Regions from separate parts of the Mus musculus genome. Here regions 2 and 3 are each linked to region 1. A link is a contact called in public HiChIP or PLAC-seq data. All regions are on one chromosome and are shown on one strand. Each heading gives the region's core, a stretch centred on a gene start, on an enhancer-like site or on the middle of the called end of the contact. The rest is flanking DNA. Distances are from core to core; before and after follow the strand shown.

Region 1 (2,945 bases), core at 343-2,842:
TTTCTCCCATGTAGCCTTGGCTGTCATGGAACTCACGCTGAAGACCAGGCTGTCCTCAAACTTATCTGCCTGCCCCTGCCTCCTGCGTGCTGGTATTAATTTAATTGATAATCCTTGTTTAAAACAAAAAGAGTTGGGAGGCAGAGACAGTCGGATTTCTGAGTTAGAGGCCAGCCTGGTCCACAAAGTGAGTTCCAGGACAGCCAGGGCTATGCAGAGAAACCCTGTCTCGAAAAACAAACAAACAAACAAACCCCCCAAAAAAACCAACCAACCAACCAACCAAAAGACAAAAAAGAGAGGGCGGAGCATCTCTCTTTGCACTGAGGCTCGATGTTTTACATTCTTAAGTTTATGTCTTAAGAATAAACCCCCTCCCCCTCCAGATCCCCTTCTACTGCACAGCTGGCTTCAGCTGAATGAGGTTACTTAGTTGTTTAGCTGCTATTGTTTTAAGGCGGTGTGTGTGTGTGTGTGTGTGTGTGTGTGTGTGTGTGTGTGTGTGTGTGTGTTAGGGGGTGGCCCCTCCTTGTCAGCCCATGCTCATGAAGCCTGGAACCAGGGCAAGGAGTTAATCTGTGCGCGAACTCCCTGCTATTTGTGGCGCAGTGGCCCAAGGCAGGAGTTTGAGACTTGTTCTACATATCATAGGGGCTCCACAGAGAAACCCCTGCCTGAAAATATCGAGAGAGAGAGAGAGAGAGAGAGAGAGAGAGAGAGAGAGAGAGAGAGAGAGAGAGAGAGAGCGCTCTGCGAATCTCCCTGACCCTCAGGGACCACACAGGTGCGACCCTTTTGGCTTTCCAGTCCTGGCTGAACTTCAGCCTGCCTGCCTTTACTCATCTGTTTGATCCTCTAACCATCCCCATCAACCGTGGTATCTGATCTGTCCTTTGCTGACCCTCTTGCTACGCGTCAGAGGACTTTTTTTTTCCCTATTCCTTTGTCTGATTCGTTTTGCTTTTAAACGTAGGTTTTTTACTATTGTTGGCCACAGAGGAGGAGGCCACTCTTCTGGGCTGCCCGGTGCCAGAGAAGTTTTATTTTGCTCGCTCCCCTTGGCTTTTGCTGTTTTCCCTTCTTCTTTCTCGTTCCTTCTCCTCCCCCTTCCCTGCCTGTAGCTGCAATTTCTTTATGGGTGCAATTTCCTCAGCTATCTCTCTGGCTCAAATGGGGTGTTTGATTTTTATTTGTTTCCTCCAGGGCCGGCCCTTTCACTTGCTGCTCGCAGTCACTATCAGCTTGGCGAGTTCCTCTGTCTGGGATGGCCTTTGCTTCGGTTTTTATGAATGGAGGGCCGGGCTGCTTTGCGCAGGGCTGGTGCCGGTTCTCTGCCGCGCGTACACATCTGTTTCCTGTGCAGCCTCTTCCTTGAATGGCAACTGCTGCTGTTCCGCAGTGGGCGAGGCAGCAGGAAGGCCTGGGCCACCTCCCCACGCCTGCCTGGGCCAGCTGCCAAGACAGGGAGGGTTTTCCCTGGAGCTGATAAGTGCATTACGGAGACTTCCTGGCTTTCTTGGTTCAGGGCGGCCTCGTGGCCTCAGTAAAGGTTCACAAGAACCCAGGCCAAGAGAGAGCTTCCTCCCTGTGCTGTGCAGATGCAGTTAGCAGCAACTCCCCGCAGCCACCTTGTGATTGGTGGTTTAGCTGCTGTCGGCAGAACCCATTCATGAAAACAGAAAGGGAACAGGTTTTTTTTTTTTTTTCATCTCTAAATCTCTGAAACTCCTGCTTACTGAGGGCGTTTTGTGTGCTGGCTTCTTAAGCTTTATGGTTTGGAACTGAAATGTCCCTCAGGCTCAGCTGCCAGCTGATTTGGGGGAGATGACTGGATCTTCAGGGCTGTGACCTCACTGGTGGCCTCATAGCTTGGTGGCATTGCTGAGAGGCCATGGAAAGGAGGTGGGTTCTTCTTGGAGGGAATGGGTCTCTCTCTTGTCTCTGGCCCTCTCTCCCTGTTCGCTGGCCACCATGGGCTGGGCAGCTCTACCCTGCCCCACACTCCTGTCATGATGTTCAGTCTAGGAGTGACAGAGCCTAGGGACCATAGACTGAAACCACAAGAAAGTAAATTCAGTCCTTCTTTGTCATTCCCCACCCCGTGTGTGTGTGTATGTGTATGTGTGTGTGTGTGTGTGTGTGTTTGTGTGTGTGTGTGTGCTTGCATTACATGTGCACACGTAGAAGCTGGAGATTGATGCTGCAGTTCATCCTTGATCATCTTGTTATCTTTTTCATTGAAGGCAGAGTCTCTCAATCAAACCCAGAGCCTGCACATATGTCTGCCATTGGGAGCCAGCTTGCTCTGGCTATTCTGTGCATCAGCCTCCCCAGGCTGGGCTTACAGCAGGCCACCACACCTCTCTGTCATTCTCTGGGAACCTGAATTGCATTCCACTCCTGTGGCACACATACTTTAGTCCCTAAGCCACCCTCTGCAGCCCCAAACTTCTCCTTCTTCCGTTCTGTGCATCAGGCATTTTGTCACAGTAAAGAAAAGTGATTACCACCCTGGGGATTGGATTGGACCCCCTTGCCGGCGTCTTCTATCCACACTGTTTTCCTCATGATCTGCACTATTTAATTATGGCAACTGCTAAAAATTTGCTTTGCCAAGATAGAGCCTCATGGGCAGGATGCAGGACACCCCAGTATCAGTGACTGGTGGACCCAGGGCATCACTCCAAGTGAGTAGAGCTGTCTAAGAACAATGTGTTTCCCTGGAGACACATGGCTGCCCTGGGTGCACAGCAGCGCCCAGGGAGGTTGTTTGTTTGTTTGTGGGAGTTACCCCAAGCATGCAGCATGAAGCACACCCATCTCTGTGTCTGGTTCTTCTTCTTGAGCTGAAGTGAAGGCCTACTCTCTTTACAGTGAGCTTGCAACCCCACTGAGGAGTTCATCTCAATCAAGAAACAGAATCTGGACTTCATCTTGGGAAGAGC
Region 2 (2,996 bases), core at 322-2,821, 330 kb after region 1:
TTTCTATAATAAAGCTCTAAAACCATAGACTGTCTCTGCTCATCAAGGCCTGCCATGCTTGACCAATGGGATAGGCTTTCCCCTAACGATCCACATCTAGCCTCCCGCCCGGAAGGCCTTCCTGCGCTCCAGCCATTGACCAGACCAAGGATTCTTGCCCGTGTGGGAACCATCCAGCTCCCCCTCTCCCCCTGCCCTCTCCTTTCTTCAGCCCCAGGGCTGATGAGCTGCCCATGGGGCCCCCATTTGTTCTCAGCTCCTCCGTGGTATCCACTGTGGGATGCTGGAGACTGAGAACCTGTTATATAGGACTGCCCCTTGTCCACTCCCCCGACCCCCACCCCGCGAGCTGGGATTCCATGGCTTCACACAGACAGACACCCACCCGGGGCTATGTGGAAAGCCTGCAGCAGTCCTTCCGAATCTGCCTGCCTGCTGAGAACACCGGAACTCTGGCAGGCCGCGGGTTTTCTCCCACTCCTTTCCCCCACACCCACTGCCCTGCAACTGTATATTTCAGTTCAGGTATACGGACACGAACACCTGTAAGGTTTTGTTTCTGTTCCTTGCAATAGTATCCATGTTTTAGGTCCATATTATCATTCTAGTAACCACTCACAAGCTCAGGAAAGAAACAGGTTAAATATTATTAGCACCTTTCTGAGACACAGAAATTCATCTTTAGATGCTGTAGTCACTGGGCTGTATATGTAATGTGAGAATGTGTATTCAGATATACAGGGATTAGTTGGTCTGCTCTAGTCACGTCATCTTCTGAGAGGTTTCCCTCTTCATCCATCAGTTAGCAAATGTATTTAAGTCCTTACGTGAAAATTGAAGGAACTGTGGCTTATTCTGTAAGACTTAATCCGAAGCACCTAACGTGACCTGTATCCCTCCAGGCACCTCATGCAACAACAACAGCGCACAGAGAGATCTCGAGGCAGTTTAGCATCCATCAATAATGTATCAGGGATAGAGAGAGGTTCAGCAGTTGAGAATGCATACAGCCCTTACAGAGAACCCAGTTTACTTCCTAGCAACTGCATCAGGTGTTCACAACCACCTACAGCTTCAGGTCCAGAAGATCCAAAGCCTCTGTGTTCCTAGGGCACCAATTCTCACATAGCCACCTCCCTTCACACACACACACACACACACACACACACACACACACAAGTACACACAATTAAAAATAAAAAAAATCTGAAAAAAATCACCAATAATTTGTCCATGCCATTACTGTTGAAACATGGAAGAGACTTGTGTTCTCAAGGCAACACCACACTGGGCTCTAAGATTTAAGCTAGATTGGAAGGACGGGAAGATCATCTGGGAGGAAGGGGTTAAGCAGTGGTACACATGTGCACACCTTGAACATGAACTTGAACAGGAAAGGACAGCCATGGGAAAGCCTTCTGCACTGTGCACTGTGGACTAGCCCTTCTGAGTCAGCTGTGGGAAAACAACAGAACTAGGAATGCAAATGTAGGAAGGTGAGGCCCAAGCAAGTGAGGCCAGCCAGGACCAACAGGGCCCCACCCACTGTCCTCAGCAGACCAACAGGCCTCTCCCACTGTCCTCAGCAGACCAACAGGCCCCACCCTCTGTCCTCAGAAGACCAGCAGGGCCCTGCCCACAGTTCTCAGCAGACAGACAACAGGAGCCAAAAGCTACTTCCGCACCTGCTGCATTCACTGGCATCATCACATGACGGTTTTGAGGCATAACCTGATCAGCTATTTATTAACATCTCAAATATTTACTTTCCAGAAAGTTATGTTCTAAAGGGATAAATATAATTAAGAATGAGGGAAAAGCATATTATGAAAGTGGATACTCAACAGCATAACCCAAGGAGAATACAACTGTCACCCCTGATTGACAAAGGGGCTAGGCTAGCAGCTCCTGGGGCCCCAGAGCCCATTATAGTCAGGAAAGTACCTTCCTTACACAGTTTCTCTTACTCTCCAAACACCGTTTCTGTTTGAGGTTTCTGACTAGAGAGTTGTGGGTAAGCAGAGCACTCCTATCCAAGAAGGGTTAGAAAGTGGGAAAATTCTTCTCAGGGTGCCATCTTGTTTTAGGGAGCTAATGTCATTGCTTGCAAATTAAGTCCCAACGGGAGTTTTAATAGGTATAGTCTTCACATCTGTAGAGCACTGTGTATGCAGTGGTGGGGCTCACTGATCAATATCCTAGCAATAGTATCACTGGAAGACACAGGCGGCTCCGACTTGAGCTGATGTACAGAATAAGAACTGCTGGATTATGGGGACGAGGCTTAGTTAGGACAGCACACAAATAACAATGTTTGCCAGCAATGGAGAGCTAATGGCCAAAGGATGAGTGGGAGTGCATTGCGCTTATCCCATCTACTACAGTGAATAAGCAGAGACCTCTGTGTGCCACAGAGGAGGGATGTTTCTGGTGGCCTATTGGGTCTCCATGACTGTCTGTGAGCTCTTTGTGGATCTGTGTACTTTTCTTATTTACTAGTGAGTGGAAAGGTCACAAAAGTGGCTTCCGTCTCCGGAGCTCCTGTTCCGTTGTCAGAGCTCAGTGACTGTATCTGAACAACTGGGAAATGAGGTCTTGCTGAGAGTGTAAAAAGAGAGAAATGCAGCAGGGTTCAGCATCGCCCGGAAGGCTCTCTGGTCCATCAGAGTCCTGAACACAGAGTAAGTGCAAAGCCAATTGTGCACACAACGCTTCCCGGAGGGGAAGGAAAACAGACAAGGTTTTGCCAAAGTAGGCAAAATGTGAGAGTCTTTTAAATCAAGATTTCTTTCCAAAACTAGGTAATAAAAATTACCTTCTAGTATATAAAATTAATTTAAATCCACGTGGGTTTCATCTCTGGGATTTTTTTATCATCGACTTCACGATGTTCCATGATCACAGCTCTCCTATTTTCAACCTGTTTCTGGCAGAATCAGAAATACAAAGTGACAGCTTCAAAGAGTAATGTAATCATGATAATCAGGGAACAAGCA
Region 3 (3,234 bases), core at 132-2,631, 360 kb after region 1:
AGAGGCCTGCCACTCATGTCCCAGAGGCAGCCCAGAAAGGAATGGAGGCCTTACAATTAGGGGAACGGGACAGCCCCCAGGTGCAGGAAAGGTTAAGTGAACAGAGGCCAGCAGAATCTGGCTCTATCTAATGGTCAAAGAGACAATCTTCCAGGGCTTGTAGATTCTTCCCACTCAGCTATTGATGCTAGCCATCATGATAGCCCAATTCTGTCACACAGACACATTGACACCATAGTCTAAACCTTCATTTTTGTTATTAAGGTTTTAAAGTATCCCCCTGCTTCCACTCCGCAGGTTCAGCTGGAGTCCCCATGTGCTCAGACACTTGTCACTTGGGTTAGATTGCAACCCTTGCATTGCCTGCTGGTTTTGTTTTATCGTAAAAAACGCAGATCTATTTTAGGGTAACTGTGGACAGAAAGGGGAGTTTCTGGTGTTCCTTAGTGCCAGGCATCCAGATGAAGGGTCAGCAGTGTAGCTGGACAGACGCTTCTGCAACGATCTAAGAGTCTGAGAATCTTGGTCGCTCTTGTTGTCAAGGCTAGGCAGTACATTAATCCTCCTACAAGCATGTTCCCCTAGTGGGCACCCATGCAGGCCCAGATCCGAGGGTTCCACTGTGCACCCAGTCCTGCGCCCTCTTACCCTGTTGATGGCCTTTCCTCATAAGCTCATTTGCAGGTGGAAAGGCTGAGGCGGCTTTGGTCCTTGACCTTATTTCTGATGTCCCATGGTGATGAACCAGAACCTAGCCCAAAATATGACACTGTAATAGAGGAAATTCCTCACCACAGACCTGCTGTTCTCATCAGGGTGATTGTGTTTTCATCCATACTAACCATGGACCTGTGGCTTATGAGTAACATGCCAGTGTCTGCTCAAAAACAACCTTACTCACACCCAGAGAAGTGAAGGTGTCTATGCCTTAACTTGTTGACATTTAGATTCGAGCACTCTGCATATTTTTCTCCACTGCACAAGCAGTGGGCTGGTATAGGACCAGACCCTGCATTCCTTGCTAAAGGCATTGCCCTTGCTTTGTACTTAGGCACCGACAGGATCACAGCAGAAACAAGTCCCCAGTTCTGTGGCCTTAGGTCTGTAGAGTTCTCCAACAGTGTACGAAGATGCACACTTGGTAGAGAAGCAGAGGACTTGCCTGGGGCTGCGTCCTCAAGCCTGTTCATGCCTCAGTGCTGGAGGAAGGGCAAGAAAAGTTCCGAAGGGGGAGATTGGAGAGTCTTGATGACTAAGCAGAAGGAGAGGCGAGCAAGGAAAGTGCTGTGTCAGAGTTAAAGTTTTCCTGAGACATGTCTGGGGCCGTGCCTTGTTTGGTGCGTGCGTGTGCGTGTGTGATTCATCCTGTCTTTCTGTCGGGTGCTGGTAACACCTGATGGTTTGAATACCTGCGGTGTTTGAGCCCTCACTGAAGAGGGTACGGGTTCAGAAGCAATGAATCACACCAGGATGTGACTCAAAAATAAGGGCAAGCTTTATGCTTGGCTCTGTATGCATTGACTTTTGACCTAGTCCAGGGAGTTCTAGCAAATTCTTCAACATTAACACAAAATTCTGTTGTCTTCTACTTGCTCTTAAATAAAGTGTCTTCTTTGGGACACTTTGGGTGTATATTAAAAGTATATCTAGGGGGATACTCAGAAGTGTCTGAATTCTTCTTAGTTGGCCATCACAGCTGGGGCTGGGGAGCTGGGGCTGGCCTCTGGTAGGTAGAGATGCAACAAAACCTCTTAAGGTACCCAGAAAGACTGGCTGCAGACCATGGGTTATCTGGTCTAGAATGGAGCCCAAAGTCCTGCTCTGAAATAAGGTCATTTCCCCGAGTGTTCTCCCCCCCCCCCTTTCTAGGTTCATTTGAATTAAGATGCAAATGTCTCCCAGCATGGAAAGGATCCTCCAAGACTCTGTTAGCCCCAGATTTTGTCCTTGCAAGCTTTAACCTCTTCCTTGCATTCTTACCACCAGAGATTATAGGCTTCAGGGAAAGGGAAAGCTCTGACCTCATTCATGACTCCATGCCCACCAGGAAGGCCTTCCAGGTGACCGCCGCAGGCTTGTCCCTAGTCCTTCTCTAGGCCTGGCACACCCCTTCTCTTCAGCTTGCTTGTGTTCTGCCTCCCTCCTCTTGTACATCCGTATCTCTAATTCAAATACATCTTCTGATACGTTTACAGGAGTTACATGCCTAGCATGTAGAGGGAACTCAATAAATCATGGCAGAATGAAAGATAAATATAGACAGTGTTGTGCAAGCTATAATCCCAGCATTCAGGAGGCTGAGGCAGGAGACTCACTGAATGTTTGAGACCAGCCCTGGCTGTCGAGTGAATATTATGTTTGCTAGGGTTCCATAGCAAGATGTTGTAATGTCAGGGAAAAAAAAAAACATAAAAAAAAAAAGAAGAAGAAAAGAAAAGGAGACTAAGGAGCACTGACAACAGGGCCTCCTTTCCAAGCACCACCAACATCTCCCACGGTGGTAAACTCCACTGTGTTTTCAGAAAGAATTCCTAGCAAGCCCTAGTGGTAGCATGGTGCAGGTGATGGCTGGAAGCTGGCAGGTGGGAAAGGGCTGAGCATCGGTGGCAGCGGCATGCCTTTGGGTCCCACATCTGTTTATTGCAAATTACAAGATAAGGACAATATTCCACTGCACACTGGCTGTTTCCTCTTATTCAGAGCTTTCTACTGCAGCCCAGCATTCTATAGGAGGAGGAGCTGCTGGATGTTCGCAGTCAATGCCCAGCCTGGTTCTATAGTTTCTGTCATTAGAATAGTCAGTACACACAGCCTATAAATATTGAGTGTTTATTTTTAAATATTACCTTATGTTACTTTATAATCTCTTGCTTTCGGGGCACTGGAGTCAGTTTGATGGGGACTGGCATTCTTCACCTGAGCTACATGTGACTCTGGAATCTTGGTGGCTGGGATGGCTCATATCTCTGAGCTACAGTGGCAGGTCCTAAATGCCTTCCTTACAAGGGTGTCATTTCTCAGACTTCCAGAAGGAGCAGGTGACTCCTCCAGATCAACGGCCTCCAGGATATCCTTGAGGCTTCTATTAGTCAGGAGCCTGAGGCTTGCAGCAGAGAGCCCCCAAAGGCTCACTCTTAAGATCCACAGGAGAACCTGGAGGGTGGGAAAGTGCAGGGGACAGCATCCCCTGCACCTCTGCATGGGATGCAGAAAGAATGGGAGGGACCTGAGGGA

Evidence for each region. HiChIP or PLAC-seq counts read pairs in DNA pulled down with a chosen protein or histone mark.
Region 2: a contact with region 1 is called in an HNF4G HiChIP or PLAC-seq map of pancreatic cancer cells. The contact joins two enhancer-like sites. A contact is called at or near these places in 4 of 115 datasets of contacts at active chromatin or transcription factors (bone marrow-derived macrophages, embryonic basal ganglia, extraembryonic endoderm stem cells and 1 more).
Region 3: a contact with region 1 is called in an HNF4G HiChIP or PLAC-seq map of pancreatic cancer cells. The contact joins two enhancer-like sites. A contact is called at or near these places in 3 of 39 promoter capture datasets (liver, neural stem cells and pre-B cells), 2 of 15 datasets of contacts at CTCF or cohesin (large pre-B cells and pro-B cells), 4 of 484 Hi-C or Micro-C datasets (the AML12 cell line, bone marrow-derived dendritic cells, bone marrow-derived macrophages and 1 more) and 7 of 115 datasets of contacts at active chromatin or transcription factors (T-cell acute lymphoblastic leukemia, craniofacial prominence, embryonic basal ganglia and 4 more).

Annotation. Positions count from the first base shown.
Region 1 is chr8:10,944,723-10,947,667 of GRCm38.p6, reverse strand. No RefSeq gene overlaps it. Among named protein-coding and RNA genes, the nearest start is that of 3930402G23Rik, 18 kb to the right of the region's middle. Within about 2 kb of position 1,592, at least 301 of the 459 cell types and tissues checked have an H3K27ac peak or open chromatin away from gene starts, as enhancers often do. A contact at or near this core is called in the AML12 cell line, embryonic fibroblasts and pancreatic cancer cells, where this site is marked.
Region 2 is chr8:10,618,481-10,621,476 of GRCm38.p6, reverse strand. All of the region lies in intron 34 of Myo16 (myosin XVI), which reads right to left. Among named protein-coding and RNA genes, the nearest start is that of Gm32330, 53 kb to the left of the region's middle. Within about 2 kb of position 1,571, at least 27 of the 459 cell types and tissues checked have an H3K27ac peak or open chromatin away from gene starts, as enhancers often do. A contact at or near this core is called in pancreatic cancer cells, where this site is marked.
Region 3 is chr8:10,587,763-10,590,996 of GRCm38.p6, reverse strand. All of the region lies in intron 32 of Myo16 (myosin XVI), which reads right to left. Among named protein-coding and RNA genes, the nearest start is that of Gm32330, 84 kb to the left of the region's middle. Within about 2 kb of position 1,381, at least 34 of the 459 cell types and tissues checked have an H3K27ac peak or open chromatin away from gene starts, as enhancers often do. A contact at or near this core is called in the AML12 cell line, embryonic fibroblasts and pancreatic cancer cells, where this site is marked.